Regions from separate parts of the Mus musculus genome. Here region 2 is linked to region 1. A link is a contact called in public HiChIP or PLAC-seq data. All regions are on one chromosome and are shown on one strand. The core of a region is the stretch at or near the end of the contact, and the rest is flanking DNA. Distances in the headings are between cores, read along the strand shown.

Region 1 (5,630 bases), core at 2,253-4,752:
TTTAAATCCATTCATTTGTGCTGTTGATGCCCGCTTGAAAGGGGGCTGAACCAAGGAAGCCTTTGAATCCTGCCTAGATCAGAATTAATCTTCCACCCTCAGCTAGGACTGATGTCTGTCCTGTGTGCATTGGCGCAACAATGCTTGTTAAATTACTGGTGTGTTTCCATGCCAGCTGGCCAATAATAAATAGAAAACAGTATAAAGTTAATAATACTCTGTCAAGAGGTTTGTGTTGGAAACCACACATGCACTTGGGCATTATGCTAAAGATGGAGGTAGGAGACCTGCTCAGATGCCCTATACCTGCGGATGTTGAAGAAGGTACAGCAGCCCCTGGGTAGGAGACAGTGACTTTGTCTCTGACCTGATAAGGACCTAATCTTACAAAGGAAGTGTCACTTGTACCAAATGCAGAAGTAGCATCCAGGCTTGGGTGGTAACTGGAGACCCGGTCATAGCCAAGCGCAACACCCTCACTCACTAGCTGCAGTCCCTCTGGCGAGTTTGAAGAGCTTTAACAACTCAATTTAACCTACTGATCCAGAATGCTTTTGGTGGTTGGAAACCACACATATTTGTTATCTTGAGATTTCTATGGCATGGCTTAGCTGGACCTCTCCTTGAAGGTCTTTTATGGTACTGCAGCTAAGATCTCAAATTAGCAAAAGCTATAATCTTGTGTGAAGGCTCAGGAGAGTATGGTCTGCTTCCATGTGCACATAATTGCTGTTAGGATTTTGTTCCTTGAGAACTGATATAGAGAGGGTCTCAATTATGGAATTGGCCAGGGACTACCATGTGGGCCTCTCCGATTGTTTCATCAGGAAATACGTGAGAAGAGCTAGAGACTATCAGCAAAATACAAGTTACAGTTTTTCACAACATAATCTGGAAGGAGACAAAGCTTCACTTTAGTCATAATCTTTTCACTCAAAGCTGTTGCTGAGGTCCAGCCCTTGCTCAAGGTCAGCAGATTACTGAAGGGCAAATGGCATGGGAAGAATACCGTAAGGCAGGATCAGTGGGAGGCAGTCTGAAAGTAGCCTACTGTAACAACCTCTCCTGGGACTAGGGCATGGGAGGAAGGGCTCTCCCTCCATGCTGTGGAGAAAGCTACAGTTGACCGTACGTGTGTGGAGAGGAGTTAATGAAGAGCGTAATATCAAAGGGTTAGTATGGTACTGATCTGACTCCTCCCACACTTGTAAGCAATCTCCAGATAAAGAATTTTCTGCCATCTTCACCAGTGGATGCTGAACTCAGGCCCTATCTCCTCCTTTGCTAGGGTCCACCAAGACTCAGGAGGAGAGGTCTACCTGCCTCTGGTATCATCTTCCTCTTCCTCATTGCCTCCCTACACACATTGCTCTCCTTCATGCCTGTGTAGTTCAGGGAAACTTCCCAGTCTGCTCTTGGCCAAAGGGCAGGAAATGGCAGATGTCTTTCTGTCACCATTTGGTGGCTATATAATGAGATACACATCAAGTCTCACCTGTAGTGAAAATGAATGAAAAACTCTCAGACTTTTATAAGCATCCTCAAGTTAAAAAAAAAAAAAAAGAATGGGGTTGAATATTTTACCAATCAGATTTCTGTAGTCAATAGACTTCTCAAATTGAAGCTGGTTGTGGTGGTCTGAATATGCTTGGCCTTTGGGAAGTAGCACTATTAGGAGATGTGGCCTTACTGGGAGAGGGCCTTGGTAGAGGAAATGTGTTACTGTGGAGGTGGGGCTTTGAGGTCCCACATACATGCTTAAGTCTGATCAGAGTGAGCCAGAGTCCTCTCCTGGCTGCCGTCGGATCAAGATGTAGCCTTCTCGGCTCCTCCTCCAGAACCATGCCTGTCTGCACACTGCCCTGCCCCCACCATGATGGTAATGCACTGAACCGCTAAAACTGTAAGCCAGTCCCAATTCAATATTTCTTTATGAGAGTTACCTTGGTAATGGTGTCTCTTCCCAACGATGAAACCCTAACTAAAACACTGCTGTGTATTACTATCAACTTAGTCATGTCTGAAAGGTGGAGGTAAAATAATTTCTTTATGCTATAAGCCCTAATCTTTATCATCTTTAGTTGTTTCAGAACCACCAGAAATTATTATATAATTGATAGAAATTTGAAAAATTTTATCCCACTACATATAATATGTTGAAGTAAGGGCCTTCCTTCAATTATAGAGAATACTAATTTTAATAAGAAACATTTTCTCATGTCATTTTTAGTATAGTCATCCCAATGGTTCAAAAATTAAACCATTTTCAAATTTATTTGCTGTTTATAAATTTTAATTGGTATTTTTGAGACAAACATGGGCTGGTCTAGAAGTTACTATGTAGCCCAGGCTGACCTTAAACTTGAACTTACAACAGTCCTCCTGCATCAGCCTCCCAAGTGCTGGAATTATAACTATGAACCATCAAACCTAGCTTTGTACAGTACTAGGCAGCCACTTAAGGAATTCTGAGCAAGGACTGTTCCACCAAGCTGCACTCCATTTGTTTGTTTGTGACAAGGCCTCATGTAGCCCGGGCTTGCCTTAAGCTCACTACATAGCTGACGATGACCTTGAACTCCTTATACTCCTGCTTTCACTTCCCACATGCTGGGATTACAAGTACCACCATTCCCACCTCCCAATTTTTAAATTTGAATCTGAAGCAAAGTCTTGCAAAGTTGCCCAGGCTGACCTTGAACTTTTGATCTTCCTGCCTCAGCATGTACCTACAATGTAAACCTAAGTTTACAACAATAACAGAACAACTACTTGTTGTAATTAAAGCTATATGGATGTGTTTTTCCTCTCTTCTAATGTCTTCTAGAACTCTCCCTTTTTGAGATTTCAGATGGTACTACCAGTGAGTATTCAGAAGATGCTAACAATACTAGTGATAAGGTGCCTGAGCTGAACAAGTTGGGTGTTTTGACATTATGGGCTCCTGGGTATGCACTACTTCACTGCGAGCCTTACATTGGAGCCAGCAGCTGTTATGAAAACTGAGGTGGCCACTAAAAAGATACTGAGTGGGTAGTGTATGTGGCATGTGGCATGCACACTCTGGAAAAGAGTAAATCACAGGCCTGGCAGCATGGTATGAGATCACTTCTCAGAATAGCACGTGATTTAAAATTTACGCATTGTTGATTCTGGATATGGCTGACCATGACTAGCGATTATAAAGCCATAGAAAGAGAAGCCAAGGATACAAGGGGAATGCTGTGCACCAGATTCTATTCACAGAATGATTCTGCAGGAAGTAGAACTTTAGGGTACTCGGAAGTAAGTTTTCTCTAGTATGGTACATATGTATGCGCGCATGTACTAGCGTCTAAAGCTGCAGATGTCTGATTTTCCTTATAGTTACCTTTCTTTTGAAGACTCTGGCCATTAATGACAGTTTTCCACTCACTTTACATTTTTGTGCCCGCCTGCCTCCTTGTTCACCAAGGACATTTCCTGAGTTCTCAGCAGTTAGCTGCTGTGAGCACTAGGTGGCACTCTGACTCAACTCAAGTCTAGTTTGTCATCAATTTTGATGCTGTAGGCCTCAAGAGAAGATGTGTGTACAACTTAAGAACATTTGTGTTTTCAGTTGTCTTCTTTTAGAGGGAGTCTGAAAGGAGAAAGGAGATAATTCCAAGTTTAAATATCCAAGCTTAACTGGTGATAGTATTGATCTCCTCTTTCACTTACTGTCTCAGACTGTTCCAGGTACCTGCACAGGTATCTGTGTGGAAGAGAGGTGGAGAAGACTGCTGACCTCAGAGCCCATAGTCTAGTTAACTCGCCCCCCCCCCCAGATGCTGTTCTTGGGCCTGTGGCATGCACTCGCTGCTTTTATCCAGTCACTCAACACAAGGAGCGTGAGCTGGAGAGGTAGATGATCTGACTAGACCATCCAGCTGGGCAGGTACACAGTTGGGCTCAACGCATATGTGCTCCTTGGAGAGTAGTTTCTGGGAAGATGAGAACATGAAACCAGTAAAGCAAACATTCTCTCCCCCATCCCTGTCTCTCGCTCTATGTATATATATGTGTGTGCACATGCACATCTGTCTGTCTGTCTGTCTGTGTGCACATGCGTATAGTGGTTGTGAGTGTGCTGACATGGGATCTGAGAATGGACCTCACATTCTCTGCAGAGAGTAGTGGGCAGTCTTAACTGCCCCAAACTGATTACCAAAGGAGACTTGTTCTTGTTTTCCAGGAAGCAAAGCCAAGACTTGTTCTGGGAGAGGCTACAGCTTAATGGTTCAAATTGAAGATTTTGGCTTTTTAGGATGTTGTGTGACCCATCAGTTACAGAGAAAACAGTGTATTCTTGCATGTACTTTTGGGGGAAAACCCAAGTGTATCAATTTTTCAAAGAGTACCCTCCATAAAAAAATTGAGAAGTTGGGTGTGGTGGTACATGCCCAACATCCTAACACTTGGGGGTGGGTACAGGAAGGAAGGTCAGAAGTTGAAGAGCATCCTGGGCCATTAGGTGAATTCAAGGCCAGCTTGGGCTACCTGAGACCTTGCCTCAGAACAGCAGCAGACCACCTGAGCTGCCACATGCACAGGACACTTACTTCCTGAAACTGTTAGAGAAGACTTTTTACAATTGAAATGTGAGAGCCTTAAGCCAGCAAAAGTACACTTTCGTGAGAAAGCACCAGCTTGCTGCTCTTGACGAGGATGCTCATTGCATGGGGCTGAACTTTTCTTAGCTAAGCAGCAGGTCTCCCAGGCATGCAGGTCACAGGCAGAAAGTTTCAGATTTGATTCCAGAATGTGGGACAGAGCTGAGCACAGCACAGCTGCAGCCTTGGTAATGTGAGACAGACAAATACGCCACGGTCCAGAGCTGCCCCTGCCAGACTGCTGTGCACACACACTGGCTCTTGCTAACGCTCTACGGGGCAAGCTAGTTAGTGCTCTAAGTTTTAGTTTGTTGATGTTTGTCTTGTTTGGGGAATTATTTTTTAAGTTAAAAAGGTTTTAATGTTTTGTTTTGTTTAGATTGGTTGTATTTGCTTTCTGGGCTTGTGTTTGTTTGTTTTTTCAAGACTGGTGGTTTTCTCTGTGTAGCCCTGGCTGTTATGGAACTTATTCTGTAGACCAAGCTGGCCTTGAACTCACAGAGATCTACTTGTCCCTGCCTCCCAAGTGCTGGGATTAAAGGTGTATACTACCACCACCTGGCAATCCAACTTTATTTTTTTTAACACACAGAAACATTATATATGCATCCACATATATAAACATTACATTGTGTTTCATATATGCATTATATTGTCTTTAAATCAACTTAAATATATATTTTTTCTCAAACATTATTTTTGGGAATTCTATAATTTTGTGCCTCTCTGCCAACCTATTCTCTTCTCCCAACCCCAAGCTTCTGTTTTACAGTCAGTAACATAAAGATAATAGCATATTGATCTTTGTAAGGCATTAGCCCTGTGCCTCCTTTTACTTTGTAACAGTTTTTAAAGAGGAGAAGAAGCAAGCAGGCATGAACTATAAAGCCAAGACTGGTACTCAGTTCTCTGAACCTCAGTCTCTCTCTATCTTGGCCAGGACTGCAGTTGTGTTCTTCCCTTCCTAATTCCATGCTGCTTGAGATTGTTATGTTTTTT
Region 2 (5,630 bases), core at 1,683-4,182, 370 kb before region 1:
TAGAAAATGTAGGAGTGGGCTGGAGAAATGGCTCAAAGGTTAAGAAAGCACTGTGTGCTTTTCTAGAGGTCCTGAGTTCAATTCCAACAAGCGCATGGTGGCTCACAACCATCAGTAATGAGATCTGATGCCCTCTTCTGGTGTGCAGTGTCCATGCAGATAGAGGACTCTTGTATGTAAGCTAAATAAATAGTAAAGCAAGGGAGAAAGTGCAGAAGTCAACCTGAGTGCTTCTGTTTCCCACAGGAGCTGCCTCTCCCTCAGCTCTCATGGAAGGAGCCACACCTCTGCATCCGTCCTCTTGGCGCTCTATGGAGCCCAGGAGCAGAGGAACTGTCTAGAAGTGCTTCCCGCACTCTGACAGAGCTTGCCTCCTTCCTTTCCCATTGTCAGATAAAGTGTTTGGATTATTTTTAACATTGGGTGTGTAGTCATAAACACTTTCCTCTTTTTCCTTGTTTTAAGGCGAGAAGCCATTTACTTGTGAAATCTGTGGGAAATCTTTCACAGCAAAGAGCTCCCTTCAGACCCACATCAGGATCCACCGGTAAGCTGCTTTGGGTTTGAGTAAAGCAGGGCTCAGCTCTCAGTGGCCTCAAACTCAGACTCGTGCTTCTCCGCCCTGAGCACTGGGATTATAGGTGAAAGCCACCCCTTGGCTGCTTCAGTAAAGTGTCTTAGGTACTTCTATCACTTGGTGACCCCCTTGAACCCTGGCATTCTCTGGAGTGACCTATGACTATATATAAGCCTCTTCTCTAGTTGGTACCATGGTAGAATTTTATGTGTGGTTTATTTTATTTTTTCATTAATTAAATTTCTCATTTAGGCAAAATCAACAGGATTCTGACCAATAAAATTTGCATTGTTGGTTTCATTATTTAATTTGTATTGAGGGTGGCTTACATCCTCAATCAAAACTAAACATTAGGGCCTGGAGAGGGGGGCTCAGTGACTAAGCTGTTTGAGGGTTTGTTCAGATCTCTAGCCCCCGTGTAAAAGCCAGAGGTAGCTCTGCGTGCATGTAAGAGAGTGCATCCCAGGAGTTGTCTGACCGACAGTCTAACCAGATGTGAGCTCCAGGTTCAGTGAGAAGCCTGTCTCCAAAAGCAAGGTGGAGGGTGATAGAGAAGAATCAGTGTAACCTCTGGGCTCCACATGCACACAAAGACAGGGCATATACAAACATCAGTAAGTATGGTACCCTTGAAGTCTCATCACTCCAGAGGTAGAAGCAGGAGGGTGATCCACAAGTTCAAGGCTAGCCTATACTATAGAGTTAGACCATGTGTCAAAAGAAGAAAAAAGGGCTGGTGAGATGGCTCAATGGGTAAGAGCACCCGACTGCTCTTCCGAAGGTCTGGAGTTCAAATCCCAGCAACCACATGGTGGCTCACAACCATCTGTAACAAGATCTGACTCCCTCTTCTGGAGTGTCTGAAGACAGCTACAGTGTACTTACATATAATAAATAAATAAATCTTAAAAAAAAAAAAAGAAGAAGAAAAAAAAGTTATCTGGAGTTAACATTATCTGGAGTTGATTATGATCATGGATGCCTACAAGCCCCGCACCTGCTAGGCAGAGGCAGGGGGATCGAGTTTGAAGCCAAAGAAAATTCCATCCAAAGAGAAAGTATATTCTGAACAAATGTTTCAGAAAAATGACTCCCAGGCTGGATTTAGATATATACCTAAAAGCTTCAAAAATAATTAGGAGCTGCTCAAATTTTTTAATATTGCTATTAATCATAATACATAAAATCTAAAAAGAAGCTCTAGGAACTAAACCAAAATAGAACTGTCCTTGCAGTATGAAATGTTTATGTTGTTATTTGAAACATGAAACAACAAAATTACAAAGTTTAGCCCATATAGCCCAGTCCCATCTGCCACCCTACCTTAGCCCCTTTATAGCCCTTTTGTAATCCTTTTCGTTTATTTATTTATTTATTTATCCATTTATGTATGTATATGAGTCCACTGTAGCTGTCTTCAGACACACCATAAAGGGGCATTTGGTCCCATTACAGATGGTTGTGAGCCACCATGTGGTTGCTGGGAATTGAACTCAGGACCTCTGGAAGAGCAGTCAGTGCTCTTAACCGCCGAGCAATCTCTCCAGCCCCACCTTTTTTTTCTTTTTGAGACTTGAAACTGAAGCACATAGAAGTGGCTCCCTCAGAGTCCGTAAGTTGGTAGGAGAACCTGTGACTCGGGAATCATTCTGGTCAGTATTCCTGTGTTCTTTAGTTTTGGTTTTGGGGTGGTTTGTTTGTTTGTTTGATGTAAAGCAGAGTTAGAGTTTATTGTAAAGGTTTTGACATGGATTGAGTCACTGGCATTAAGCGACAGTAAGCACTCAAGGGTCAGGTGCAGGGTTTGACATTTCATTCCTCTTGACTGCTTCTGCCTGAGTGAACCAGGAAATGGAAGGCAAGTGTTTCTGTATGTTTTCTTACAGAGGAGAAAAGCCATACTCCTGCAGCATCTGTGGCAAATGCTTCTCTGACTCCAGTGCCAAGAGGAGACACTGCATCCTGCATACGGGCAAGAAGCCCTTCTCCTGCCCCGAGTGTGGCTTACAGTTCGCTCGCCTAGACAATTTGAAGGCACACTTGAAAATCCACAGCAAAGAGAAGCACACGGCAGACTCCAGCAGTGTTTCTGGCAGTAATGTGGACGAGGGCAGGAACATTCTTCAGCTGCAACCATACCAGCTCTCCACGTCGGGAGAGCAGGAGATTCAGCTTCTTGTCACCGACTCTGTGCATAACATTAACTTCATGCCAGGTCCCAGCCAGGGGGTCAGCATCGTGGCTGCCGAGAGCCCCCAGAGCATGGCCACAGACCCGGCTGCCAACATCACCCTGCTCACACAGCAGCCTGAGCAGCTGCAGGGCCTGATCCTTTCCGCTCAGCAGGAGCAGGCAGAGCACATTCAGAGCCTCAGTGTGATTGGAGGCCAGATGGAGTCCTCCCAGACTGAGCCAGTGCATGTCATCACACTTTCCAAGGAAACGCTGGAGCATCTCCACGCCCACCAGGAGCAAACAACCAGCTCAGTACCTGCAGCTGACACAGGAGCCCGAGCCACCCCTGTCCCCTCCACTAGGCCAGGAGCAGAGCTGACCCAAGCGCCTCTGGCCGTTCCACTAGACCCTTCCCCTGGAGCAACAGTGGCAGGGTGGCCTTTTGGGCCATCATCTTACAGATCCTTAAAGATGTGAGCCAGCCATTCTTTATCGTGGGCTCCATCAGGGCAGAAACTGTCTTATCTGTAATACCAACTCATACTTAAATGAGGGGGGGTTCCAATTTGATCTACTTTGTCTCTTCAAGATTGGTAGCTTTTCTTTGGGGTCATTGGTTTTATATGTTTCTATAAGTGTTGAATGTCCACAGCCATAGAGTATGGTCTTGTTTAGAACAAACACTCATGCATAGGTTGAATCATTGGGTAGAGAGGGTCCATCCTGGTACTTCTCTTAGGCGTAACTTTTGCCCCTCAGAGTCCACCTCTTGAATTTTATCTTTGTGTGGTACAGCTGACCAAGTTGTACTGAAGGTAGATTCATACTCAGAAACCGTACTCATGACGTAAAAGCCAAAGTACCTTTAAATTGTTTGAGTTCAACTTTGCTTCAAAACATGTATCTATACATTTTTTAAAGAAGCAGCTATTAAATTTTATTTTAAAAAATCTCCAAAGTATGAAACTGGATCTAGACACTCATTCCAAATAAACCAAATTTTGTCAGACACTGATACTTGATCTTTATCAAAAAGGCTTCTTAATGACCTGGGACTCAAAAAGTTTACTCCATATAATATAAGTCCTATATACACTGCTGAATTCTACTTGAGTGCAAAATACTGATTTATATGTTTGATCTTAGAACTTCCTAGAGGGAGAACAACACACTGATCGATTTTTATTGTAGTCTAGGTTAAATCCCATACCGTACCACTTAATTTTGAGCCTCAGAGCGAAAAGTACCCAACCTGTGTCTATGACTGTGTGACTTCCAAACCATCACCAAAAGGTTAAGTTATGTTTGGGTTACATTTTCAAGATCACTGCATTAGTTGAAGCCTTTGACCGGCTTCTCAGGAAGACAGCGCCAGGCTTGAGAAGATATAGGGAAGAGATAGAGGTGGACAGTGGTGTGACCTGGGCGTCTCCTTCACAGCCATTGCCCGGCTTACCTTAGATGACAGGAATTTCCACCCATGCAAGTGAAAGAAATAGACAGTTCTTCAGGTTAGCAAGAACATTTTTGTTCTATATTTACCAAGTTGTGGGTTTTTTTTTTAAGATTTATTTATTATTATACATAAGTTCACTGTAGCTGACTTCAGACTCACCAGAAGAGGGTGTCAGATCTCATTATGGGTGATTGTGAGCCACCATGTGGTTGCTGGGATTTGAACTCAGGACCTTCGGAAGAGCAGTCAGTGCCTTTACCTGCCAAGCCATCTCACCAGCCCACCAAGTTGTGTTTTATTATACATATTTTACAAATTGAGTTACCAAGTTGTATCAATATGTTTCAAGAAAGTAATGTGGGCTCGGATCTGACTAGAACAACCTTCTACAATTACGACTTTCAGACCCAGTTTGCAGACACTGTATGTGTGAGCATAGGTTGGTCATACATAGGTCTTACCCACTGAGCCATCACTTTAGCCCCTGTTTATTCTTTTTTTTTTTTTTTTTTTTTTTTTTTGGTTTTTTCGAGACAGGGTTTTTCTGTATAACCCTGGCTGTCCTGGAACTCACTTTGTAGACCAGGCTGGCCTCAAACTCAGAAATCCGCCTGCCTCTGCCTCCCGAGTGCTGGGATTAAAGGCGTGCGCCACCACGCCTGGCGCCCCTGTTTATTCTTGAAGCACAAAGTAGCTACCATCTTTTCAAAACAGCCTAATACTCAATTTTTTTCTAGAACTCTACATTTTTATTAAAGTAAAACTTTCCCCCTGTAGATAGCCAGATAATTTCTCAGAAACATGGTAGTGAGGCTGTTGGCTTGGTTTTGGTGTAGGACACTCAACCAATATGTATGTATGCTAAGCATGCCCTCTGCTTCCAATCCAAGAATGCATTTACTTATTATTTCTAACTAACAGTCTTGCACTGTGATGTCCACGCTTAGTTAAATGTCTCCTCTCATGTATGCCTCCATGCCTGGTTACAAGTTAAAAGTTAGTTTACTTTTAACAGTCTACCTCAGCACTAAGAAAGAAACGCACTGTGAGGCAGGCCTGGTAGTGCAGGCATGTGATCCCAGGACAAAGGTGGCAGGAGTGCCTTGAGTATAGGGCTAGCCTGAGCTACAAGAAAATGAGGTCTGGGGATGTGGTTCACTGGTAGCGTGTGGCCTGGTCTCCATTCTCAGTGCTGGGGCAGCTTACAGTTTTCAGGCCACATGTAACAGTAGACGAGACTAACCCTAACAAAGTTATTTAGTGTACTATCCTGCTCAGTCTTAATTCTGCGGCTTACAGAGAGGCAGTTGAGGGATTGCCTGGAGCAGTGGCTCCCAGCCTTCACAATGCTTCTACCATACTGTCAGCATGCGTGCTGTGGTGACCCCCCAAGTTTCTATTGCTACTTTATAGCTGTAAATG

The links. HiChIP or PLAC-seq counts read pairs in DNA pulled down with a chosen protein or histone mark.
Region 2: a contact with region 1 is called in an H3K27ac HiChIP or PLAC-seq map of embryonic stem cells, with 5 read pairs. The contact joins two enhancer-like sites. A contact is called at or near these places in 2 of 39 promoter capture datasets (embryonic stem cells and hippocampal neurons), 5 of 484 Hi-C or Micro-C datasets (the N1E-115 cell line, erythroblasts, natural killer cells and 2 more), 7 of 115 datasets of contacts at active chromatin or transcription factors (the SCID.adh cell line, astrocytes, bone marrow-derived macrophages and 3 more) and 2 of 9 other capture datasets (adipose tissue and liver).

What each region holds. Positions count from the first base shown.
Region 1 is chr10:41,827,574-41,833,203 of GRCm38.p6, forward strand. All of the region lies in intron 1 of Sesn1 (sestrin 1), which reads left to right. Among named protein-coding and RNA genes, the nearest start is that of Sesn1, 20 kb to the left of the region's middle. Within about 2 kb of position 3,503, at least 40 of the 459 cell types and tissues checked have an H3K27ac peak or open chromatin away from gene starts, as enhancers often do. A contact at or near this core is called in embryonic stem cells, where this site is marked.
Region 2 is chr10:41,461,814-41,467,443 of GRCm38.p6, forward strand. Zbtb24 (zinc finger and BTB domain containing 24) reads left to right here. Exons shown (of 7, transcript NM_153398.3): 6 at 466-547; 7 at 2,464-3,769. The coding sequence ends at 3,229. Among named protein-coding and RNA genes, the nearest start is that of Mical1, 12 kb to the right of the region's middle. Within about 2 kb of position 2,933, at least 20 of the 459 cell types and tissues checked have an H3K27ac peak or open chromatin away from gene starts, as enhancers often do. A contact at or near this core is called in embryonic stem cells, where this site is marked.